2 separate regions of the Pan troglodytes genome follow, and region 1 is linked to region 2. Evidence: chromatin contacts called from public capture Hi-C data. All regions are on one chromosome and are shown on one strand. Each heading gives the region's core, a stretch centred on a gene start, on an enhancer-like site or on the middle of the called end of the contact. The rest is flanking DNA. Distances are from core to core; before and after follow the strand shown. Region 1 has its middle 61 kb from the start of PRTG. Region 2 overlaps PRTG (protogenin).

Region 1 (5,942 bases), core at 2,238-4,737, 150 kb before region 2:
GTCATCTGCAAACAGGGACAATTTGACTTCCTGTTTTCCTAATTGAATACCCTTTACTTCTTTCTCCTGCCTGGTTGCCCTGGCCAGAACTTCCAACACTCTGTTGAATAGGAGTGGTGAGAGAGGGCATCCCTGTCTTGTGCCAGTTTTCAAAGGGAATGCTTCCAGTTTTTGCCCATTCAGTATGATATTGGCTGTGGGTTTGTCATAAATAGCTCTTATTATTTTGACATACGTCCCATCAATACCTAGTTTATTGAGAGTTTTTAGCATGAAGGGCTGTTGAATTTTGTGAAGGTCTTTTCTGCATCTATAGATTTAATCATGTGTTTTTTGTCTTTGGTTCTGTTTATATGCTGGATTACGTTTATTGATTTGCGTATGTTGAACCAGCCTTGCATCCCAGGGATGAAGCCTACTTGATCGTGGTGGATAAGCTTTTTGATGTGCTGCTGGATTCGGTTTGCCAGTATTTTATTGAGCATTTTTGCATCAATGTTCATCAGGGATATTGGTTTAAAATTCTCTTTTTTTGTTGTGTCTCTGCCAGGCTTTGGTATCAGGACGATGTTGGCCTTATAAAATGAATTAGGGAGGGTTCCCTCTTTTTCTATTGATTGGAGTAGTTTCAGAAGGAATGGTACCAGCTCCTCTTTGTACCTCTGGTAGAATTCGGCTGTGAATCCATCTGGTCCTGGACTTTTTTTGGTTGGTAGGCTATTAATTATTGCCTGAATTTCAGAACCTGTTATTGGTCTATTCAGGGATTCAACTTCTTCCTGGTTTAGTCTTGGGAGGGTGTATGTGTTGAGGAATTTATCCATTTCTTCTAGATTTTCTAGTTTATTTGCTTAGAGGTGTTTATAGTATTCTCTGATGGTAGTTTGTATTTCTGTGGGATTGGTGGTGATATCCCCTTTATGATTTTTTATTGCGTCTATTTGATTCTTCTCTGGTTTTCGGGGTTTTTTGTTTGTTTGTTTGTTTGTTTCTGAGACGGAGTTTTGCTCTTGTTGCCCAGGCTGCAGTGCAATGGCATGATCTTGGCTCACTGCAATCTCCACCTTCCAGGTTCAAGCAATTCTCCTGCCTCAGCCTCCCAAGTAGCTGGGATTACAGGTATGAGCTACCATGCCTGGCTAATTTTGTATTTTTAGCAGAGACAGGGATTCACCATGTTGGTCAGGTTGGTCTTGAACTCCTGACCTCAGGTGATCCACCCGCCTCAGCCTCCCAAAGTGCTGGGATTACAGTCATGAGCCATCACGCCTGGCCTTTAATTGAAGTTTTACCTTTTGTTTAGCTTTCTGGCTTTTTTTCTGGAATTTCTCATTTGTTTTCCTTTATGTTTATTCCACCAATTGCCTTTTTAAATTCCCAATTATTTCCAAATTCTTCATAACTTAAGTATTACGTGTCCGTTTTCCCTGGATATCTCTTTCTTGGGATTCCTGTCTTCCTGCTCCAGTTTGGACTAATTGCTGAAGGGATCTCTGGAACACCTTGACTACTCCCCTACATTGGATCCACTATTGCTTAGATCTTATTTTTTTCCTGATTTTGCTCTTCATGTTTCTACAGCATATCTGAAAGCAAATTCCTAAGAAAGGGTTTGCATGAAATCGTTTTGAGTCCTGAAAATATCTTGGCTTTACTCTCATGTTCAAATGATAGTTTTGTTGGATATTGATCTCTTGTTGATAATCATTCTCCCTCAGAATTTTGAGGTCTTTCTCACTAACTTCTAGCATTTACGGTTGCTATTGTTATTCTGATTCTTGCCTCTTTGTAGATGTCCTGTTTTATTCTCCTTTGAAATATTTAGGATCTTCCTCATTTTCAGTATTGTGAACTTTCATGCTATACATAGGTATACATCTATTTTCTTGATTTATTGTGCTAAGCACTCAGTGGCTCATTTTAATTACAATGTCATTCATTGCCATTGTAATGTCATTCAGCTTTAGAAATTTTTCTTATATTATTTCCTTCATTATTTCCTTTCTTCCATGTTCATGGTTCTTTGTTTCTGAAACTTAGGAGACTGAAGGCTGAGTCTAAACTTCCATTCTCCTGGCTCAGCCTCCCAGGTTGCTGGGATTACAGGCGTGCACCGCCACACCTGGCTAACTTTTGTATTTTTGGTAGGGACAGGGTTTCACCATATTAGCCAGGCTGGTCTTGAACTCCTGACCTCAAGTGATCTGCCCACCTCAGCCTCCCAAAGTGCCGGGATTACAGGCATGAGTCACTGCACCTGGCCCATATCTTCTGTATCTTTACTTTTTCATGTCTTTGTCTTTTTTTTGTTTGTTTGTTTTTCTGAGAGATTTCCTTGTCTTTATTTTCTCATATCTCCATTTAGTTTCCATTTCAGCAATCATATTTTAATTTCTAACTCTTTTTTTTCCTGTTTTATAACATCCTGTTCTTGTTTTATGGACATGATACCTTCTGAGCATACTATATACAGATTGGTGTTTTTGTTTTAAGTTCTGTTCTGTTCTCTGAATTACTTTTGTTTTCTAGAGGTCAATTTTTCTTTTTGTTTAACTTTTTCATTTATTTTAACCAACTGTCTGGTAATCCTTGCACTTCTGCTCATGTTTAAGAACGAGGAGTTGCAGCCAGGCATGGTGGCTGGGTGTGATGGCACAGGCCTGTAATTCCAGCTACTTGGGAGGCTGAGGCAGGAGAATCACTTGAACCCAGGAGGCCGAGGTTGCAATGAGCTGAGATCACGCCACTCAACCCCAGCTGGGGTGACAGAGTGAGACTCCATCTGAAAAAAAAAATAAAGAATGAGGAGTTGCCGGTGCACTGGCTCACACCTGTAATCCCAGCACTTTGGGAGGTCGAGGCAGGTAGATCACTTGAGGCCAGGAGTTTGAGACCAATCTGGTCAACATGGCAAAACCTCACCTCTAGAAAAAGAAATACAAAAGTTAGCTGAGCCTGGTGGTGCATGCCTGTAGTCCCAGCTACTTGGGAGGCTGAAGTGGGAGGATCACTTGAGCCTGGGAGGTCGAGGATGCAGTAAGCCAAGATTGCACCACTGCATTCCAGTCTGGGCAACATAGTGAGACCCTATCTCAAAAAAAAAAAGAATGAGGAGTTAAGGAGTGTGAGTAGGAGAAAAGCCTGTCAGCCAGCAGGTGATTGAGCAGGAAGCCAGCTGTACACTGAACAGACCCTAAATGCTAGAATCCAGACAACTCTAGAGCTGCTCAATTTCATTAGCAGAGAACTTCTAGGTATTTTATTATTCCGAGGGAATAAATCCTGGCTTCCAAGTTTAGTGTACGATAGAGAGAGAAGAGATGAGGGATCAACCAGTCTGTTCACCTTCCTCCCACACAGCCTGGCATGGTGGAAGGCTCTGGCCTGGACTCAAGCCCTGGTACCTTCCTGGGACACCTTGTGTGAGTGACTGCAGCATCACAGGGCCCAGGTTTCCTCCAGCTGCAGGTTCCACGGGGACCTCCACCCCCAATCTGAGCAAGGTCAGCTGGTAAAGGCAGCTGCTGAGAGGTGTTCCCTGTGCAGCCATAAGCCTGAGGAGCTGGGCAAGCTCTATAAATAGCAGCGGTGATTACAGAGCAGTACTCCTTTTAGATGCTTGCACTTTATAGCTTTCCATTCAAAACAGTCCCAGCCCAGTGTTTAGTCTCTCTGGGGGGCAGCTGTAAAGGCCACCTTGTTTCACAGCTAAGGAGAGGTTACAAGACAATTAAAATATTTTTGTCTCTTCTCTCTTTTGATGATTATTCCCATGCAGTGGTGGCCACTAGAGGAGTTGCTGCCTTCCATTACCCACAGGGAAACCCGAGAATACTCAATGGCAGCCTCCAGCCCTGAAGCTGGGCTCGAATTAGAGTTTCAGCCTTAATCCTTGCCTTGCTTTTCAGAGATTTACAAGAAAAAGTCAGAAATAATGGGGTCTTTGAATGGCCATAACCAGGCAACTGTAATTTACTTTAAAGGAGTGCATTTCCCCTTTAGGAAGATATAATCGTAAATGCTTCTTTTGCCAGAATAATTATATGCTCTGAATTCTCTGTATTCTCCATCACGATAAATGCAGTAATTGCACAAATTATGTTCTAACCACATGGAGATATGGAGATAAAGACAACATTCCACATTTATGGAATTGTAATAAATAATAATGATAGTCTTGATCATAAAAATTATAATTATATGGAAAGAGTGGCTATCATAATCCTAAAATTAATCCTGATTTGTATAGCCTCCTCACAGCGTTAAACCTCAATGCAACCTCACAGGGCAGGCTAGGCAGGGCAGGGGATATCATGACCAACCCGTCACACAGGTGAAGACATACAGGCCTGAGATGTCCTGACATTAGTCAGTAGCCTATGCTATATTGGGCTCATCAGACAGTACTCTCAGTGTTGTCCCTCCGCCTGAGCTTGGTGGACAGTGGGCAATAGCCCACACCACAACACTTGCCCACCTCCCACTCCTCTCTCTGGGCAACCAAGCAATGGAAACTGGTATCTGGGGGCACTTGCTTGCAGTGACTTGCCTGAGCTGGCTGACAAGTGGGAGGAGGGCAAGGAAAAGAGAGAGGACCTGGAATATTAAGGATTCTCCAAGTCAGCTGGAACAGATTCTGCAAAAACCCTTCTCTCTTCTCCAAAATAACCTGGAGCAATTATGAAAACTATTTTCAGGAAGAAAAATATTAAAATGCAAATGAAGTGCAGTTGTGACTGTAAATCACTGAAGAAAAATGCCACTACTGTTTATAGAGTCCAGTGTAGGCGCTCAGCACTATTGTGGTGATGCCAATGGGGCTTACATCAGAGACGTGAAAGGACCACAGAGGTAATCAGGCCCAGATCCTTCATTTTACAGATGACAGCCTGAGAGGGGGACGGTTAATCCATTTTCCCCAGGATTAAGATGGCATTAGTAAACAGTCTTCACAGAGCTAGGTACAAAGCACATACCTGTATCCGTTAGGAAAGTGTTCAGCTGTAAGTAACAGAAAGCTGGCTCTACAGGTTCATGTGTCTTACCCAATAATCCAGAAGTAGGCAGTGCTGGGTCTGGATGTTCCTGGGCCTAAGCAGAAGTCAGCCCTGCTCCTCACCAGTCAAGCTTCTCAGGAGGCAGGGTAGGGTTCTGGGGACACAGTGTCACCAGAAATAGAGGCTGTACGGTGAGAAGGGAAAACTTGTTGAGGACCTATGGAAGAAACCAAGGAGATTCAGCTTAAAGAAGAGAAGCGCAGTAAAAACTTGACCACTACGATGTAAAAGACAATATAGGTCCTGTGTTGCCTAATTGGTCATAGTTAGGACAAGGGAGCGCATTTGTTGCATGACAAACTGACTCAACAACAGGAATAATTTTAATAATAGGCACTTACTGAAAATAGGTCACCTCTAAAACTAGTGAGTTTCCTGGAGGTATTCAAGCTGGGTAAAGAACTGGAAGTGGGGCCGGGTGCGGTGGCTCACGCCTGTAATCCCAGCACTTTGGGAGGCTGAGACAGGCAGATCACGAGGACAAGAGATCGAGACCATCTTGGCTAACACATTGAAACCCCGTCTCTACTAAAAATACAAAAAATTAGCCACGTGTGGTGGCGGGTGCCTGTATTCCCAGCTACTCGGGAGGCTGAGGCAGGAGAATGGTGTGAACCCAGGAGGCAGAGGTTGCAGTGAGCAGAGATCGCACCACTGCACTCTAGCCTGGGTGACAGAGTGAGACTCCATCTTAAAAAAAAAAAAAGAAGTATAAGGAGGCGGTATAGCTCAGAGGTAGAGTGTTGGACTTCAGATCAAGAATTGGAAGTGTATGGCCGGACGCAGTGGCTCACGTCTGTAATCCCAGCACTTTGGGAGGCTGAGGCAGGTGGATCACAAGGTCAGGAGATCGAGACCATCCTGGCTAACACGGTGAAACCCTGT
Region 2 (6,133 bases), core at 2,810-5,309:
GGGCAACAGAGCGAGACTCCATCTCAAAAAAGAAAAAATTACACTGCTCTGGATTAGGAAAGCTTTTGAACTCATGTTTCTCTTCAACAAGCAACCTAACAGATTATAGATTATAGATTTTTTATTTTCCTTTATAAAGTAACCTAAATTAAAGTCATAATTTAACCTTTGTAGTATTCTTGTCAAAAATGTTTAGCCCGAATCTAATAATGAAACCATCAGATAAGTCCAGATTGTGAGACATTCCACAAAACAGCTCAACTGGAAATGCCATCCTTGGAGAAGACAGGAAAAGAGCAGGAGACAGTTCTAGATGGAGACGTGATGTGGAGCGTGTAATCCTGGATTCTTGCGGGGAAAAGCAGTTATGAAGAACATTATTGGACAATTTTGGAAATTTAAATACAGACTATATATTAGATAAATGCTGCCATTGTTAAATTTGTTGGGTATAATAATACTGTGTTTATGTTGGAGAACATCCCTTTTTAGGGGGAAAATGTCACAGTATTTAGGTGTGATGTGAAGTGTCATGATTCAATAAAAGAAAAGATGTGTATAAGTACACACACAAATAAAAGAATAAGAAATAAAGCAAATACATTAAAATGTCTATAACTAATTTTAAAGGTTTAAAAATGCCCTATACTCTTGTACTGACAGTTTTTAGTCTGTAGTATCTCCAAATTAGATAATGGTTTTACAATGATTAGGCACTGAAAGTTTAAAACAACAGCACTTCTGAAGTAATTGCTTATAAAAAAAATTATCTAGGAATGTGGGGATATTTAAAAGTTGTATCAGTCAGTATATACTATAAGTTTGCCTCTTAAGAAATTAAAGCATAGAAAATCAGTTTCTTATACTGTCCAGAGCTCGCCTGTTCATACCGTCCAAAGTTTATACTGTCTAAAGTTCATACTGTCCAAAGTTCTGTCTTATTCTTACTGTCCAAAGCCCACTTGAGGAACTAAAGGCTGTTTCTGTAACTGAGTGGATAATACAAAAATACTCTGAACTGAAATTATTTCCTTAAACAACTGAATAACTCATTCATGAAATGTTTGTAAACTGATATTTATAATAATATATTTCAGATTGAATATAAGAAACCTAGATCTGTTGAATGTTTTATTTATCAGAAAATCTTTTTGGTTTAATTCTATATGCTTAAATTGTTTGAGGTTCTGTGTCATATGTGTTGAAAACCTTTTTAAGATATGTTGAATACCTTTCAGTACCCCTAAGCATCTTCAGTGTCTTTTAATAACTAAAAAATTTCTGGTTGAATAGACTGTTTATAGCCAGTTAACACATTAATAATATGCAGCTGCTTGGATCTAAGAACTCCCAGAATTCTTTTATTTGCTAACATTAAAATCTATTGCAGCGAGTTTACATAAGTTGTTGTAACATACTGTTTCTTGTGAGTTTTAAAGGAGGCATAAATAAATAAACAATCATGGTTTTATCACTGTGATTGATGAAGCTGATATTTTACCAGCTTGCATTTCCCACTTGAGAAGAATTTAAGATTGGTTTCAAGCTATCTGCATCTTTCTCATTTTGTAAGCTTGTTTTTCACTGCTGAGGGTTGAGATTTGAAGGGATGGTTATCAAACTACAGATGTTTTTGCAATGAAACTGTGCACCTCTGACCAAGTCACTGTGGTTCAGGAGATGATAGATGATATTTTCATGTTGCTTCACAAAAGGGTCAAAATGGCATGGCAAGCCCACGACAGTGAAACGGAAAAATATTAGTCCTGGGAGGAAATTTATTTCATAGCTTCAGGGGAAGTTTGGTTGTCATGAATAGGCTCTCTCTGTCAGTCTATAAAAATATTGTTTGTAAGGCAATGATGTATGTGAGACAGACCGTGTATGTGTGTTGGCAGACAGAGCAGCTACTTAAACAAATGCTAAGCCAAGTACGGTAGCATGAGTCAAGTGTTCTACTTCGGATGCTTTTAGTGTAACAATTGTTTTTGATAGAAATGTCAACATAATCAAATTTATTTCGTTTTCTGATGTAACAACTTTAAACTTCCTTTGTAAATTTTATACCTTAATTATCCCAGGATACGGCACACACACCGCTATTCTAACACACTTTGTTTTAGAATTATAAATTTTGTACTTATAATCAATGATCACTCCATTTTACTCGCTTTTAAGTTATTTGGGTAGGTATATGTGGACATAGCCTTAATAATATGATTCATATACAACTACTATAAATTCTGGGACAGTTAAGCCACTGTCCTTTTGAAGTGTTCTTTTCTTTTTCTCTTCCCTAACCAAAGGAGATATCAACCCTCACCATATTTCCATTAATTGGTAGTGCAGTGGGAGAGACTCATCTTACCAAATTGGGCCAGTGAGGTTCCTTTCTTCCACAGTGATTCACAAAAGGAAAAGTCTTCCATTAGAGAAGTACGTAGAAGATCAAAAACCATGTTTGTGGGACCTTCCAATCTCACTTTCGTATTAGTTTTTCAGTGTTTGAATGTAAATCAGATTCACTTATAGCAAAGTTCAAATAGAAATCTTCAACTCTAAATATTTCTTATCTAGACATCCTAAGGTAATACATTTGTCAAAAAATAAAAAATGTTTTAAAAAGAATTCTTAAAAGCCTGATGGACAATTAAAAATGAAATTACGTGATCAAAAAAAGAATAACAGGATCAAAACATTAGTGAACACAACATAGCTGGGAAAGCCTTATGCTTCTGAAGTTTACAAAACAATCCCAGTTATTTGGGGGAGGTTTTAAACATAGAAATTATCTGGCCGGGCGCAGTGGCTGACGCCTATAATCCAAGCACTTTGGGAGGCCCAGGCGGGCAGATCACCTGAGGTCAGGAGTTCGAGACCAGCCTGGCTAACAGGGGAAAACCCCGTCTCTACTAAAAGTACAAAAATTAGCTGGGCATGGTGGGACATACCTGTAATCCCAGCTACTCAGGAGGCTGAGGCAGGAGAATCACTTGAACTCAGGAGGCAGAGGTTGCAGTGAGCCGAGATCGCACCATTGCACTCCAGCCTGGGCAACAAAGAGCGAAACTCCATCTCAGGAAAAAAAAAAAAGAAATAGAGATGATCAATAGAATATACTTATTTTGGTAGGAAACTGATTCTCAAATGACACGTACAAAGAACTTTCTTCTAAATTATTCTAAACTCAGTAGGAGAGGGGATGTTTTTACTGGGAGTGAGAGGTGTTATTTGTCTTAAGACCCTTCGGGGGGTGGGAGCAAAACAAAAGAGTGTATCATTTCAGGTTTAGACAAGTACTCTACCGGTCAGCTTCCATGAAAGCTGTATATAGAATACACAGGGAAAGTTTGAGAAGTGAAGGACTGACCCCTCCATCTGCCGTTCTGTCTATTTTATACTCAAATCTTCTATATATTATCATACAACAAATTTATAACATTTTGACATAGTCATCATTAAAGAGAATTCCTTTAAATTTATAATGCAAACAAAGTGAAAAATGTTTCTGATTAACAATCCCTTTTAGAAATTCAGTTTATAAATGGAGAATGAATTTTTAATCTAGGCTTAAAGTTTACATTCTTTTAGCTAAAAACCTGTTTTTAAATCAGCATACTAGTACCTTCATGTAAGATATTATTTTAATCATCATGAATTAACGTTTTCCATTCTAACACAAGTTTGACGATATGAGACAAAGAATTCTGTCTTAGAGATCTGCTCCCCTCATCTCGGTGTGATTTCAGTTGGAGAAACACTGTAGTCTTACATTTGGAAAACTTGAAGGCAGATCGCATTGTGCAAATGTGATTTGTGTTTTTGTTACTGTGCTTACACATAGCATTTTATCGTAGCGTTTCACTCGGCTTCCCTTTCCCACCCATCCCCCTTAGCATTTTTCCTGCTCCTCTGCTGCTGGGCCAGACTTGAGCTGGCCCCAGATTCTATGTCAGAGGCCATGACCCAGGTGTCAGAGCAGGCCTTACCGCTGGCCTCTTCTCTGAATAATTATATGGGTGGTATTGTGTCGAAGGGACAGGCTTGGGGGCAGTGCAGTCACCCTGGCTAGCCAGACCAAGGAGCTCTCCAGTTGGACTGCAGGGGAACAATGGGCCTGAAAAGGCTCACACAAAACCTTGTAGCACAAAAGATTAAATTAACAATGGACATTTGGCTAGACACTAGGTTTCATCCTTCAGACTTTCACCTTTCTTACTTATTCTGATCATTTCCTACCTAAACATCTTGAGACTTCGCATATCCTGACGTTATATCAGCATATTTTCTGATTGCTACCTACTTTTGCATATATATTCTAATTCGACGATTTTTAATGCTTTGAAGCTGTGTTAATTGTGACAGTTTGTTGCTACTATAGCAAAGCTTTTCTATAGCAGCATTTTAAGTAAACAATTTATACATAGTCATTTTCAAATAATGCTTTTTTATTTTCTTTATGCATTTTATTAGGCCACCCCAGCATGTTCCTGTGTGTAAACTGAAAAGTGGCAGAGGGCAATCCTAAAGTAGATGTAATTGCTTTATCTTCCTTTGGTCGTAGGAGGATTTTTTCCCCCTACTTGAGAATTTCCATAGAAGGATGGGAAATAAAACTCTCTAAGTCTTCACCAGAGCTGAATTTTAGAAATAGTGTTGGAGGTGGAGTCACTCCTTTGGGGGAAAAGTTTTCTCATATTCTTGACCTCAGGTTTTCTCTTAATTTTATCTAACCCCGACCTGCTTGCTCTGACCTGGCTCTTTTCAAGGCTTCTGGAGCCTCAGAAACAAACATCACCTGAAAGCAACAAAGACCTAGTTTTCATGACCCAAATATCATCTGTTATTGTTGATCCACAGCCCAGTACTTTGAAATGATTGTTTTTTCTTATGCATTTTCCAGGGAACAAACCTGTTAGTATTACAACAAAGAGTCCATAAAGTTTGAATTTGATGTCCGTCGGTTTTACTATCTTAGTTCATCTTCAATCAGGCAGTACTTACTCTTCATGGTATTGGGGGGAAGGTATGGTGTAGAAGCTTCCTACTCAGCGGGCTTTTTAGCTTTTGCCTTGGGTCTTGAAGTGTAAGAATAAAGCAATGATCAAAAGCCAGCAGGATTGGAATTCTTGAATGTGTTCTCCTTAAAGTAAAATTAATTTACTACCTAATGTTTATATATCTGATTATTCTGCTTTTGTTCTACTGGACGTTTGCGTAGGTTGAATGTATGTATTCATATCTCCCATTTATTCAGGGCCTGTTTCAGAGATAACTTAACCAAGAAGTTGGGGGGGCGGGGGGAAAGGTTTCAAGCCACTTTGTAGGAGTGGATGCCATTCTTTGGAAGGTACTCTTTTACACATACTCTTACTATTTGCTATCTGATTTCTCAAACATTAGTGATATAGGGCCCCTGTTTTACAAAATAGGCCCAAAAGCACAGACTTGGAACTGAAGGACAACCCTCTGCCAAGCATGTCCTCTTCCATTTCTGTTGGTTGACCTGACCTGGAAACTTTGACATGTTCTTTTCCTTTCTTTTTTTTGAGACTGAGTCTCACTCTGTCACCCAGGCTGGAGTGCAGTGGTGGGATCACAGCTCACTACAACCTCTGCCTCCTGGGCTCAAGCAATCCTCCTACCTAAGCATACCAAGTAGCTGGGACTATAGGAATGCACTGTCATGCCTAGCTAATTTCTGTATTTTTGGTAGGGATGGGGGCTTTGCTGTGTTGCCCGGGCTGGTCTTGAACTCCTGAGCTCAAGCCATCTGCCACCCTTGGCCTCCCAAAGTGCTGGGATTACAGGCATGAGCCACCAAGCTCAGCCACTTGGTGCTTTCTTACTCCTTAGTCTCTTCTCTCAACAGTTCCATTTAGTCATCTGCCTTCCATGTATATTTAATAAAATCCACAATGGCTCTCAAAGCTCTGTGTGATCTGTCCCCAGCCTCACTTTTCTGTGTGACCCTCCCCCATAAAATACCCTTTACTGCTGCAAATCTGAATTCCTCCCTGTGACTTCTCTCAGGGAGAATGTGCTCCTCTCTCCACACCTTTGCTTATACTCTTCCCTTGGCCTAGATCTCTTCTTCCCCATGCTTCTTGTAGGGTCAAGTTCTGCTCAAATG

What was found. Capture Hi-C pulls out chosen DNA fragments and counts their contacts.
Region 1: a capture Hi-C map of stem cell-derived neural stem cells shows a contact between it and region 2, with 4 times the contacts expected there. The contact joins two enhancer-like sites. A contact is called at or near these places in 3 of 7 Hi-C or Micro-C datasets (induced pluripotent stem cells and stem cell-derived neural progenitor cells) and 1 of 1 other capture datasets (stem cell-derived neural stem cells).

What each region holds. Positions count from the first base shown.
Region 1 is chr16:47,822,311-47,828,252 of NHGRI_mPanTro3-v2.0_pri, reverse strand. No RefSeq gene overlaps it. Among named protein-coding and RNA genes, the nearest start is that of PRTG, 61 kb to the right of the region's middle. Within about 2 kb of position 3,487, at least 2 of the 24 cell types and tissues checked have an H3K27ac peak or open chromatin away from gene starts, as enhancers often do. A contact at or near this core is called in stem cell-derived neural stem cells, where this site is marked.
Region 2 is chr16:47,668,842-47,674,974 of NHGRI_mPanTro3-v2.0_pri, reverse strand. The region is part of intron 11 of PRTG (protogenin); the gene reads left to right. Among named protein-coding and RNA genes, the nearest start is that of PYGO1, 67 kb to the right of the region's middle. Within about 2 kb of position 4,059, at least 4 of the 24 cell types and tissues checked have an H3K27ac peak or open chromatin away from gene starts, as enhancers often do. A contact at or near this core is called in stem cell-derived neural stem cells, where this site is marked.